Linked DNA regions of Mus musculus: region 2 is linked to region 1. Evidence: chromatin contacts called from public HiCAR-type data. All regions are on one chromosome and are shown on one strand. The core of a region is the stretch at or near the end of the contact, and the rest is flanking DNA. Distances in the headings are between cores, read along the strand shown.

Region 1 (6,219 bases), core at 2,100-4,599:
GGTTTTAGCTGAGCCGTGAAAGTGGACATCCAAGACCTCACAGGCTTTGGGAAGTATAAGCACATCCTGGACAGGGCAGCTCTAGAAGCAAGGGCAGAATGAGTATGGAAGTGGCACTGGGGTGGACTTGTGAGAAGGACCCTGGTTAGGAGGACCCTGATTAGGGCTCCTCTGTTTCTGTGAATTGTTATCCTTAGTTTTGCCAGTGAGTCCTCCACATCTTCCAAGCCCCCCACTATCTTGGAGGTAGGGACATGGAGGCTTATAAGACTGCTTTCTGGATGGTCTGTTCCTGGCTTCCGAAGCAGCTCCAAATGATGCTGTGGACAAGATGCTCAACACTATAGTCTAAAGCCATGGGGACATGCTCAGGCCAAAGCCACTGCCACAACCAGACAGAGTGAGGGAAATGTCAAACAGATGGAGAGATGGTCTGTAACCTGTGCCTCAAATGCAGAAGTATGGAGGCCTGGGAGCACTTGACAGTAAGAAAGACACAGGGCTCCAGAAGCCATACAGGTGGGGCCTATGAGGGTAGAGACAGGGCCAGGCCATAATGGAGGTGTGGCTTGAGCCATGGGAAGGTCATGGAGTCAGTAGTTCCTGAAGTATGTCTTCTCCTTTAGGTTTCCCAGGGCCTATTCTAAGCCTGAGCAGGACCAACATCACAGAGCTGTCCATGGTCCATGGGACTTGCACACTGGTCATGCTGGAAAGTTATTCTGCCCCTCCTCTTGGAAGCTGGCTCAGCTTCATCTCCAGAACACCAAGAGGGACAATGGGCATGTCTTTTGCAGTGCCACCCTGGAGGTGGGTGGCTGACTCCTCACAAGAGCACCACTGTCCACCTGCATGCCCTGTTGAGTTGGTCATTCAGACCTTTTAAGATCTCCTCCCTCTGTCCTTGCTTGGGAAATCTTGACTCTTCCCTGGCCTTAATATCCTTCTATGGATATCTGGAGTGTCTGATCATGTGGTGGTTTTATAGATTGCTCCAAGACTGATCATGCCAAATGTCCCCAGCACTCTGTGTTACAAAGGTAGGATTCCTACTCTAAGTGTTACAGCTCAGATAGAAAGGCATCTTGGCAGTCAGAAGTCAAGGAATACCACAAAGTCATACCACACAACAAACCTCATACAAGAGATTTATGGGAAAACTACAAGAGAGTGGCTGCCTTTGCTCAGGAGACAGCAGCTAAGAGCTGAGTAGGAGACAGGCTTTATATAAAGAGGCTTTCCAGGATGTCTGCGGTTTGGTGGGATTCTATGGCCTGATCTTTGGACAATCTCGGGAATTGGTGGGATTCTATGGCCTGATCTTGGTGTTTTTTGTTTTTTTAAATCTCTGTTGTAGGTCAGGGCTTGGTTGTCTGGGGCAGGGCTTGGTTGTCTGGGGCAAGCACCTGGCCATTTAGACACCAGCGGTTAGAACCCACGTTTAGAGTAGCCAGGGGGGCAGGGCCTGGCCACGTGCACCTTGAGGGTTTTACAGCACACCTTGCAGTGCCAGGCCCAAGGCCATGAGCTCCAAAGCTCCGGCATGAGGGCACCAGGCATGGGGTACCTCATTACTTGTCAACCTAAACCACGACGGCACCTATCACTGCCAGGAAACTGGCCCAAGAACACCTTGCTCACAGTGACTGACATTCAAGGTAACGGAGGAACCTGTACGGTCTACAGGGGCAAGTTCAGCAGGAACCCAGGACACACATATGCACTTGGGTCTCTCTGTGCCGATCAAGGCCAGGATGGCCAACATCACTATGGGGGTGTTCATGCCCCTAGGGATGGTGACCACTGCAGTGGCGTCAGTGTACACCCTCAGGATGCAGAACCCGAGTGGCTGCTACCACTTGAGAAACAGAAGTACCTCTGTGTCTCTCAGCACACTGTCGTCCAAAGATACAGCCCAGGGTAAGTTGTCCTGAGACAGGGGAAGACCAAGGTCCAGACTGAGAGGAGGATTGGGCCGTATCAAGTTCCAGATCAATAAAACCTTCAAGGGCTGGAGAGATGGCTCAGTGGTTAAGAGCACTGACTGCTCTTCCAGAGGTCCTGAGTTCAATTCCCAGCAACCACATGGTGGCTCCCAACCATCTGTAATGAGATCCGATGCCGTCTTCTGGTGTGTCTGAAGAGAGTGACACACATTAAATGTACTCACATTAAAAAATATAAAAATAAATCTTTAAAATAAAACTTTCAGCATGATAGTGCACACCTTTAATCCCAGCTCTCTGGAGGCAGAGGCAGGTGGATCTCTGTGAGTTCAAGGCCAGCCTAGTCTACAGAGTAAGTTATTCCAGGACAGCCACAGAGAAACCCTGTCATGAAAGACAAACACACACACACATTAGCACTTGCCCATAGACTCCTGAAAGTAGTTTTCTGGTGCTAGAGAGATCCATGTCTGTCATTATAAACTGCTGATCTTTTCTTCCTTGTGTCTTTTGCCAGTTCCTTCCCCAGCTCCTGTTTAACTTTTTGCTTCCTGTGCTGTCTATCTCTACTACCCCTACCAAGTCTGCTGGAAATGAAACTCAGGGGTTGCCATGCTTAGCAGTTAGTCCTTTTTTTCTTTGTTTTTTGAAACCCTGACTTACTATGTAGACCAGGCTGCTTAGGCCTTCAGAGTGCTGAAAATAATGCCAGCATTTGTCGTTGTTATTTGGTTGTTTGTTTTTCTTTTTTGAATCAGGTTTATCTCAAACTTGAGTTGTATAGTAGGGAATGACTTTGAACTTCAAGTCCTGCAGCTTCCATTTTGGTTTTTCGAGACAGGATGTCTCTGTGTAGCCCTGGCTGTCCTGGAACTCACTCTGTAGACCAGGCTGGCCTCGAACTCAGAAATCCACCTACTTCTGCCTCCCAAGTGCTGGGATTTAAGGCGTGCGCCATCACTGCCTGGCAGCTTCCATTTCTAAAGTGCTGGAATTGCATGCGTACATCAGTACACCTAATTTTTGTCTGTCGTTTCATTTTCTCTTTTGAGACAGGATCCTCATGAATTTGATTTCCGTTGTAACTGTGGATGACATCATAAGATCTGCCTTCCCCTCTAAAGGGCTTAGATTACAGGTGTGTGCACCTGACCAACTCTTAAGGCGGTGTTAGGGATTCACGCCTGCCTATTCTCAATCCTGCCTTGTAAGGCGGCTCCATGTTGCAGCTCCGCCCTTTTATTCAATGGCCCAGAGTCAGGGGAAGGGGGCAACGCTCGCGGGGCTGGTTCTAGCCAATACGCTGAAAGGGGCCGGGAGAGAGGCGGGGCTTCCACCAACCAATCACTACACGCGACCTCCTTGCCGCTCTATGTCGCTCCGCCCTGAGCTCGCTGGTCCCAGAAGGCGCCGGGTTTCCCAAGATGGCGGCCGACGTGTCCGTTACTCACCGGCCGCCGCTGAGCCCAGAGGCGGAGGCCGAAGCGGAAACTCCCGAGACCGTCGATCGCCGGGCGCCCGAACAAGAGTTGCCGCCGCTCGATCCGGAAGAGATCCGGAAACGCCTGGAACACACTGAGCGCCAGTTCCGTAACCGCCGCAAGATACTGATCCGAGGCCTCCCGGGGGACGTGACCAACCAGGTATGGGGGGTGGGGGTGAGAGCGTGGCGGGAAACACCACGGTGCGCGTGCGCGCGCACGCGGGCGGGGGGGTGGAAACCGGGCGGTACCAACGCTGCTGTGAGTGGGGGCTCTCCCCAGTGTCATATCCTCTCCCAGGGTCGTGAAACATTAAGAACGAAGTGGAAAGGGCATGGTTAGGAAAAAGAAAAAAAAGAAAACACTTTAAAGTGCTGGTCGACGTTGCTAGGGGCGACCATCGGACTTGGGAGAGGCCAAGTGGTTGAAGGTTGCAGGTAGTTGGAAGGGGCAGGCAGCTGTGGCCCTGCTGAAATATGTACGGGAGACTGTGAATAGATTGATTGAAATAGATTCCAACTGACCCATGCATATTCAGAGGGTTGTTTCCCTCCTCTGCCTTCGGGTGACAGGAGCTCAAATCTGGAAGTTTCAGAATTAAGAGCATGGCTTTTCTTATCAAGCATAATCGACACCTTTTAGAGGTAGACCCGGAAGTTGGAGCTGCATCCCTCAATGCCTACTAGAATTGATTTGGGAAAATGAAGTCTCCTTTCGACATGAACATGCCGCGGTGGGGGGCGGGGGTTGTATTCTGTGGCACTTCCCTGTGGCTAATCTTGTCTGCCGGGACTGCCCTTCTATTGGGAACCCATGTAGAGCAGGGTGTGCAATGCTCTTTGGACCCAAGAAAGTGGTATCTCTGTTGCCCTGCCCGGTGGTGGTGGGATAGGCCCTTTCTGATTGCTGCTAAATTGTCTGCTCACTGGCTCACCCTAGTACCCCCTGCTCTATAGGCACATGGCTAGTGAAGCTGCAGAGGTGTTGGGGAACACAATAAAGGACCAGACAAGGAATAGACACTTGTGTGCATGGTGTCCTGCATATCTGGAACTGCCAGCCCTATCTCCTTGGGCTCATACACAGGTCATTTGGTGCAAGGAAGCCAGGCAACTTGCCCTGGAAGCCAGCATTCAAAACAGCAGCCCTGTCAACATGAGGGAGTTTGGGTGGCCCCTGCACCCACACAGTGTAGGGTCAGATAAGTGAGTGGGGTCCCTGGTCAGGTAGCATGCCCCCTGTTGTCATGACAGCCCTGGCCAGGTACCCCTGGGTAGCATGCCCCCTGTTGTCATGATAGTTTGTGTGTTTCACTTCTTACAGCCTCAGCTGTTTTCCTCTTGGAGAAAATGGCTTCATAATTAGCTGTGGACCGGTTTCAACCTTGCACAGGGGAATCAGACAAGTTGGGCAGCCTCCTTGAAGGTGTGCAGTTTGAGTTGTTGGTGTTCCTAGCATGTAATCTGCAGTCTTGCCCTGCACAAGATAGATTGTAGAAGATAGCTGTATGGACAAACAGCTATTCATTTATCTGCTTGAATGGAGGGTCCACCTGTAGGCGGCCTTGCCCAGTGACTCCCCGGCTTCTGCTTGTGTCTCTGCAGGAAGTACATGACCTCCTGAGCGACTACGAACTCAAGTACTGTTTCGTGGACAAATACAAAGGGACAGGTTTGTGGGTCATGGATGGACAGGGCAATTATGACATGACAGTCCCCAGTGGTAACAGGACCTGGCTCAGCATCTGTTCTGAATTGTGGGTCCTGTGTTGTGTCAGAGGAAGCAGATCCTTGTTCTGTCTGTCCGTGTCTTAATTTTTTTGAGGCGGGGACTCACATGAAGCTGAGGTTGGCCTTGAACTCCTAGAGATCCACTTACCTGCTTTTGCTTCTTGAGTACTGTGATTAAAGGCAGGCACCACCCACCCTTGTCAGTTCCTTTATCTATTGTGTGTGTGTGTGTGTGTGTGTGTGTGTGTGTGTGTGTGTGTTAGCATAGGCAGCTAGTGTGGAAGTTAGAGGACAATGTTCTAAAGTCAGTTTCCCCTTGCTGAGGCAGGATCTCTCGTGGTTCTGTCTTGCTGTATATTCTGGGCAGTTCTATCTTAGACTATGAGGAGGGCTGTGATGACGGGTGCATAGGAGAGCATGCATATACTCATGAGAGTCTGGGGCTGGAACTCGGGCTTAGGTATGGCAGCAGACTCCATTTTCCAGCCTTCTTCTTTCCTTTCTTTGAGGCATGGATTTAGGCTGTAGCCCAGATTGTTCTGGGGTTCATGGTGTGCCCAGTATCCTAAAGCTTGTAGCATTCCTTTAGCTTGTACCACTCCTTTGCCTTTTCTTATGTTGTAGTTTTCTTTATTTGATGTGTATGGGTGTTTTGCCTGAGCACCATTTGCGTGTTTGGTGCCCACTGAGGCTGGCAGAGGGCACCAGATTTCATGGAACCAGAGTTAAAGAGGGTTATAAGCTGCCGTGTTGGTGCTGGGAACCAAACCCCATCCTTGCAAAAGCAGCAAGTACTCTTTAAGTGCTGAGCTATCTCTCCAGCCCCATTTTTGGTTTTGGACTTTAGGTTTTACTTAAAGCAGAGTCTCATATAACCCAGATTAGAGTTAAATTTATTGTATAAGTGGGTTGGCCTTAAACATCAAGACACCCCCCTGCCTCCGCTTGCAAAGTGCAAGGCTTGTGATCCGTGTGTCAGTGTGCTCAGCTCCCCAGTGCTCTTACTTGTCTCTTCCTAACCCAGGCCCACTGGGCACCCTACTCTGCCATAGGCTGTATGGA
Region 2 (6,219 bases), core at 1,536-4,035, 860 kb before region 1:
CATGCCCAGCTCAGGGGTGCCAGGCACTGTACTAGAGCTTCCTGCATGTTAGGCCTCTGCCATGGCCTGGGACCCCATCTCTGCCTGGACCTAGGACATGGAAATAAACAGCTAGCACTGAATTTTTGGATCTGGCGACATGAAGACAGACATAATGGTCAGTGTATATGTCACTAGCTGTCAATACACACTGCTCCAAAACTTAGTGTCATATCCACTGTTGATCTCCTGCCGGACAGAAAACCCAAGTACACAGACCACCAGAGTCCAATGTGGTGAACCAATAGAGCTTTACTAGGCTTATGTTCAGGAATATGGGTGAGGGTTTTTCACGGGAGTGGAAATGACTCAGACAGATAGAGAACCAAGGCTGTCACAGTGAGAGGATTCCCAACCACGGGGCTCTCCTCCAGCTCCCTAGTTTGTTTTTGTCTTTGAGGCAGGGTCTATGTAGCCCTGGTTGGTCTGGAACTTGCCACGTAGAGCAGGCTGTTCTTAAACACATACGTACAGATCTACCTGCCTCTGTGCTAGGACTAAAGGCCTGTGCCATCACACCTGGCCCACTTTGGGTTTTGGAGACAGGGTCCAGTGTGAGCCAGCATCGCTTCCCACACCTTATGTAGCCAAGGATAGCCTTGCACTTGTGATCTCCCACCTCTCCCTCCCTAAGCTGGCCTGTCCTAAGCAAGCTAAATGTGTGCATACTCTATGTGGAGTGGATCCACTCCGAACTGTACACCCTAAATACATGTGCAAGGTCATGTGGATGACTACGTAAGCCAACACATAGAGGTAACTGGGATACGGGCACCCAAGGAATGTGCAAGAGGAGCCAAGAACAGGAGCATACTCGATAGGCCCCGCCCTCAAGAGATGAGGCTGTAGGATCAGGAGTTCAAGGACAGCCTCAGCTAAGGATCTAGTTTGAGGCTGGCCTGACTTAGAGAGCCTGCCTGGATAAAAAATGCAGCAGATAAAAAGACCTGCACTAGGAAACATGGCTGAATCTCATTGACAACGGTGAGTGGGCAAAGGAAGGCTCTGCTGGCCTTACTTATCTTAAAGGTCTCATTACTAATTTATCATTAGTGTGGAGGGCTGTGTGTTTCCACCCAAATGTGGAGGTCAGAAGACAACTTGCAGGAGTCAGTTCTTTCTACCACGAGGGTCCCGGGAATCAGTCAAATTACCGTGCCTGTTGCCAAGGGATCTTGCCAGCCCTGATGACAATAATGCTAGTTTATAAACAGAAAATCTACATTTTTCAGGTCTTTGAATCTGCACCTGTCTCTGAAGTAAGTATCCCATCCAAGGGAGACCCAGGACCAGGGAGGTTGTCACATCCCAAAGTTAAGGACTGGCTTCCAGCACTTGAATCTTTCTTCTCTGGGCTGAGCTTAGAAGCCTGGGCAAGCCATGGGGTGACCTTCATCTCTCCACAGGGTAAGAAACTCACTGACCACTCTGTCCTAGGGCTCAGTTTGCCCAACTCTAGGCTGGCTCGAAGGCAGCAATGCTGTCCCAAGCCTAGGGCATCTGGCTGCAACCAGCACTGTGCAGGAAAATATCGCTTAAGTAATGGCAGATGTGGGGCATCGGCCTCTGCTTCTTTCTGGGTTTCAAGGGCCACAACAAGCCCACAACTGCCATTGGCTCCAAGACGGTGGCTAAAGAAGGCAGCAGTATCCAGAAGCAATGCAGCCAAGTAGGCGGCTTCCTGGGCACTGGGATCCTCTGCGAGATATTCTTCCAGGCCGTCCAGGAGTAGAAGGGATGGGGTCGGTGCTGGGGCCTCATGGGCAGAGGCCAGCAGCTGGAGAAGCTCTTGAATTGAGGATGGGTACTGGAAACGAACCTTCTAGAAGATAGGAAAAGGCTAGACTTAATATAGGAGGTCAAAACTCCCTATTATGGCTACCTCACTTCTATACTTTCCGGTCTAGGCTCTCATGGTCCATATATAAAGTTCCAGGATGAAGCACCAGCTCAAATACTTCACCCTTGTCACCTGCCCTTCTCCAGCAGTTGTCACTGCTCAAGATTATTTAAGGAAAAAACATTTTTTTTCTTTAATACAGGGCCTCATGTGACCCAGGATGATCGCAAACGCGTTTTGTAGCCAAGGATGGCCTGACACTTCTGAGAACTGAATCCCAGGCATATATTATCAAGTCTGGTTAAAGGGATAGAAAGAACCCAGGGCTTCGCGCATGTTAGGTAAATTCTCTGTTCAGTTAATCCCAGTCCGTATTTTTTTGTTGTTGTTTTTGGTGGTTTGTTTTGGTTTGTCACCCATGCTCACCAATGCCGCCCGACCACAGGACGGTCTTTCACTTCATCTTAACTAAACCCGCACTGTCCCGTCCCACGACCCTACTCCGCCTCTTCCACCCACCACTTCCACAGACGCTTTATGACGATTTAGTTGTGAATCTACGATTCACGCTGCCATTTGCCTATCGAACTGTCACTCAGGCGCGAACTAGCCCGCCATTGGGTAACGCATTGCCAGGTCCAGCCCTCCGTTTACCTGGAGCCGCCAATGCTCTCGCGCTGTGGGTGTACTGAGCGGCAGGCTCTGAAGGGGCCTTCGCGTCACGAAGAGGACGGACCCGCGGCCTTCCCCTGCCGCCTCAAGGGCGGCTGCAAACAGCAGCGACGTCTGCGCAGAGCGCGGAGCGCCGAGCAACAGCAATGGCGGCCCGGCAGCGCCATCCTCTCCTGGCCTTGCCGCGCAGCCGGCATTCAGCACCCGCCTCAGCGCCTCCGCCATTTGCTGAGTGCCGCTGACCAATCAAAAGCGATATCTCATCTTGGGCCCGCCCACACAGAGGCCTCATTGGCTATAGTTCACAGACTAAGTTCGTCGCTGGAGCTGTCAGCCAATGATCAAAACACGGAGCGTGGAGGAAGTGGGTACTTTGAGGGAATTGCTGCAAGAAGCCGTGTGATCGATTAAAAGGAAAGGAAGGTCGAGGGTCCAAACGTGCTCCAAAGAGACGCCCAGGCTCTAGGTCGGAGCTGTAGAGAATGGCTCAGTCGTTACGAGCACTGGCTGCTCCTCCAAAAGACCCGGGTTCAGTTCCCACCATCTACTAGGTGATTCACAGCCATGCACAAGTACAGTGTGAGGGAATCCGACGCCCTCTTCTGGACTCCGCGGACACGTGGCACCCATATATTTATGGCCCCGCGCTTATACACACACTCATGTAAAAATAAATCTAAACATTAAAAAAAGTAGAAGCCGGTCGGTGGTGTCGCGCACCTTTAATTCCAGTACTTGAGTGGCAGAGGCAGGTGAATCTCTTAAGATCAAGGCCAGTCTAGAGAAACCGTCTCAAAAAAAAAAAAAAAAAAAAGTAGGTTCCCTTAGATATATATTGAGGTTTGCAACCAGCCTGAGTTACATGAGCACCTATCTTTAAAAATAATAATAATGATGATGATAACCAGACTTTTAGCTTGCCCACCTGCAAAATGAATATTGTGATTCCATGTGATCATTGTAATGCGTTGGTGTGAACAATTGCTGATGTCACCGAAGCAAAGTTCACAGAGACCTGTTTGCTTGTCTCTGCATAGTTGAATATGGGGAATTTTATTTTTTGGTAGGGTCCCAGACATTTTAGCCTGTGCCACTATGATAAGTTAATACAAGGCTGGGGGTGAAATTCGGGGTTTTGTCCATGCTGAGCAGGCACTCTGCCCTCCATGGGGGGAGGGGTGATTACATTTATTTAGTTGGTGTGAGTGTGTATATACTCCCATTGACACAGAGTGCATGCACTCTGAGGACAACTTCTGGGATGGGATGCAGTTCTTTCTACCCCACCATGTGTGTCCCCTGGATGACAGATTTTTAAAAAAAGATTTATTTATTTATTTTATGTATATGAGTGCTCTGTCTTCATGTACACCTACATGACAGAAGAGATCATCAGATTCCATTGTAGATGGTTGTGAGCCACCATGTGGTTGCTGGGAATTGAACTCAGGACCTCTGGAAGAGCAGTCAGTGTTTTTTAACCGCTGAGCCATCTCGCCAGCCCCTGGATGACAGATCTTCAGGGCTGGTGGCAAGAGTCCTCTAAGCCATCTCACTGGCCCCGATTTCTGGGATTTTTTAAAAATCTTTTTTTGTGTGGGCGTGTGCAGGATTACCTGTGCCACCTAGCGTGTGGAGGTCAGTCCTTACCTTCTAGCTCATTTGCACAGTGTGTCTTGTTCACTGCTGTGTATGTCAGACTGGATGACCGTCACAGCCCCACCACGAGACCGATCCTGTGTCCAGTGTTTAAATGGGTCGACTCTCAGGCTCGTGCCTGTACATCCTGCACTGTACATACTGAGACCTCTCCCAGGTTCCCTGTATGAGGGCCCTTTAAGAGGCCTGTCATCTAACTTTCTTTTTGGCCTGGGACCTTCTTAATGCCTGCTTGTATTAAGAGGAGAGAGAAAATTGTGTGTGTGTAGAAAGAGAGAGAGAGAGAGAGAGAGAGAGAGAGAGAGAGAGAGAGAGAGAAGAGAGAATGAGGGCTTCATTCACAAGAGTCTATGACCACACTGGAAAAGTGCAATTCTTGTCAAGTCACTGAATGAAAGAGGAAGAACTGAGGGAACCAAGGTGAGTGGTGGGTGATCCTGATTTCTCAGCCAGTCTCTTCACCCAAACTTGGCTCGTGAGCTGTCACTCAAGCCTGTTTCCCTGGAAACCTTGTCTCCTAGTAACTTCAAAGTGGTACGGTTGCCTGGAGACCCAGGAACAGGGCGGAACTGTGATTTCCTGAGCTTACTCTTTCCCTCTGGGGACAGAAAACAGCTTCACAACATCCCCCAGTACACCCACACACACAGCTGGGCACCCTCACCCTGAGCACACACACACACACACCCTGCACACACACATGCACACCCCAGAACACACATACCATGCACATACACACACCCTGCATGCACACACATGCACACACATGCTATGGCATTCAGAGTTCTATTGCCCCCACACACATAAACAGCTGAACCCTGACACAAAGCATTCCATACAATATTCCCACTTTATACTCCACACCCTGACCCTTGCGCGCGCGCACGCGCACACACACACACACACACACACACACTAGGACACAGGTTGAGAAGACTATGTGGTGGGGATTCTTCAGACATCCTGAGCACAGTTATACTGTTGTAGGAAGTCTGATGCTTCAGCCTCCAGCCCCCACCCAGACACAGCCTGACACTGCAAAGCTTTAAGTGCACAGATCACAACAGCACACTCTCCACGGGTCTTTTCACGTGCCTTACCGGAAGGGTTGGCTCTATGGGCTCTGTCTAGCTCTGGGTTTGTTTATTTGTTTATTTGATTGTTTGGCTGGCTGGTTGCTGGTTTGGTCTCTCCTCCCTCTCTTCCCCTCATCACTCAGGACCCCACCTGTGCCAAGTGAACATGGAGCACTGAGCTAAGCACAAAGAACATGGAACACTGAGCAGAGCACAGCCCTGGCCCTCTTTTTTTTCCCCCCAGCCCCACTTAATTTTTTTGTTTATTTTTGTTTTATGGCTATAAAAGTTTGCCCATATGCATTATGTGGCACTATGTGCACCATGTGAGCCTAGTGCCCTTAGAAGTCAAGGCTGCGCCACCATATGAGTGCTGGGACTGCATCCAGGCCCGCTGCAAGAGCAATGTGTGCTGTTCTTCTCCAGCCTCCCTTCCTGCTTATTTTACTCTTTATTGAATTAACTTATTTACTACTTTCTTTTTTTCTTATGCAGGGTTTCTCTATGTAGCTCTGGATGTCCTGGCACTTGCTCTGTCAGCTAGGCCTCAAACTCAGAGATGCTCCTGCCTCTGCCTGCTGAGTGCTAGGATTAAAGACGTGCACCACTGCTTGTCCTTTTTTCTTTTCTTTTCTTTTCTTTTCTTTTCTTTTCTTTTCTTTTCTAATGTATGAGGACACTGTAGACACTGTAGACACACCATTAGAGGGCATTGGATCCCATCACAGATGGTTGTGAGTCACCATGTGGTTGCTGAAATTGAACTCAGAACCTCTGGAAGAGTAGCCAGTGACCTTAACCACTGAGCCACCTCTCCAGTCCTTCATTTTCTTTTTAAATTGAGACTTTCATCTCCCTAAGTTGCCTAGTCTGGTCTTGAACGTACTGTGTAGTCCAGGCAAGCCTTGAACTCATGACCTTTCTGTCTCAATC

The links. HiCAR-type assays count read pairs that join an accessible place to other places.
Region 2: a contact with region 1 is called in a HiCAR-type map of astrocytes, with 2.9 times the contacts expected there. The contact joins the promoter of Swsap1 here to the promoter of Raver1 in region 1. A contact is called at or near these places in 3 of 115 datasets of contacts at active chromatin or transcription factors (astrocytes, microglia and pancreatic cancer cells).

Annotation. Positions count from the first base shown.
Region 1 is chr9:21,089,129-21,095,347 of GRCm38.p6, reverse strand. It overlaps Raver1 (ribonucleoprotein, PTB-binding 1), which reads left to right and starts at 3,349. Exons shown (of 13, transcript NM_027911.4): 1 at 3,349-3,589; 2 at 5,032-5,098. The coding sequence starts at 3,371. Gm38431 (predicted gene, 38431) reads left to right here and starts at 3,340. Exons shown (of 17, transcript NR_038081.2): 1 at 3,340-3,589; 2 at 5,032-5,098.
Region 2 is chr9:21,952,319-21,958,537 of GRCm38.p6, reverse strand. Swsap1 (SWIM type zinc finger 7 associated protein 1) reads right to left here and starts at 2,785. Exons shown (of 2, transcript NM_025870.1): 1 at 2,534-2,785; 2 at 268-1,861. The coding sequence starts at 2,776. The coding sequence ends at 1,268. Gm45914 (predicted gene, 45914) reads left to right here and starts at 2,532. Exons shown (of 1, transcript NR_132099.1): 1 at 2,532-3,254.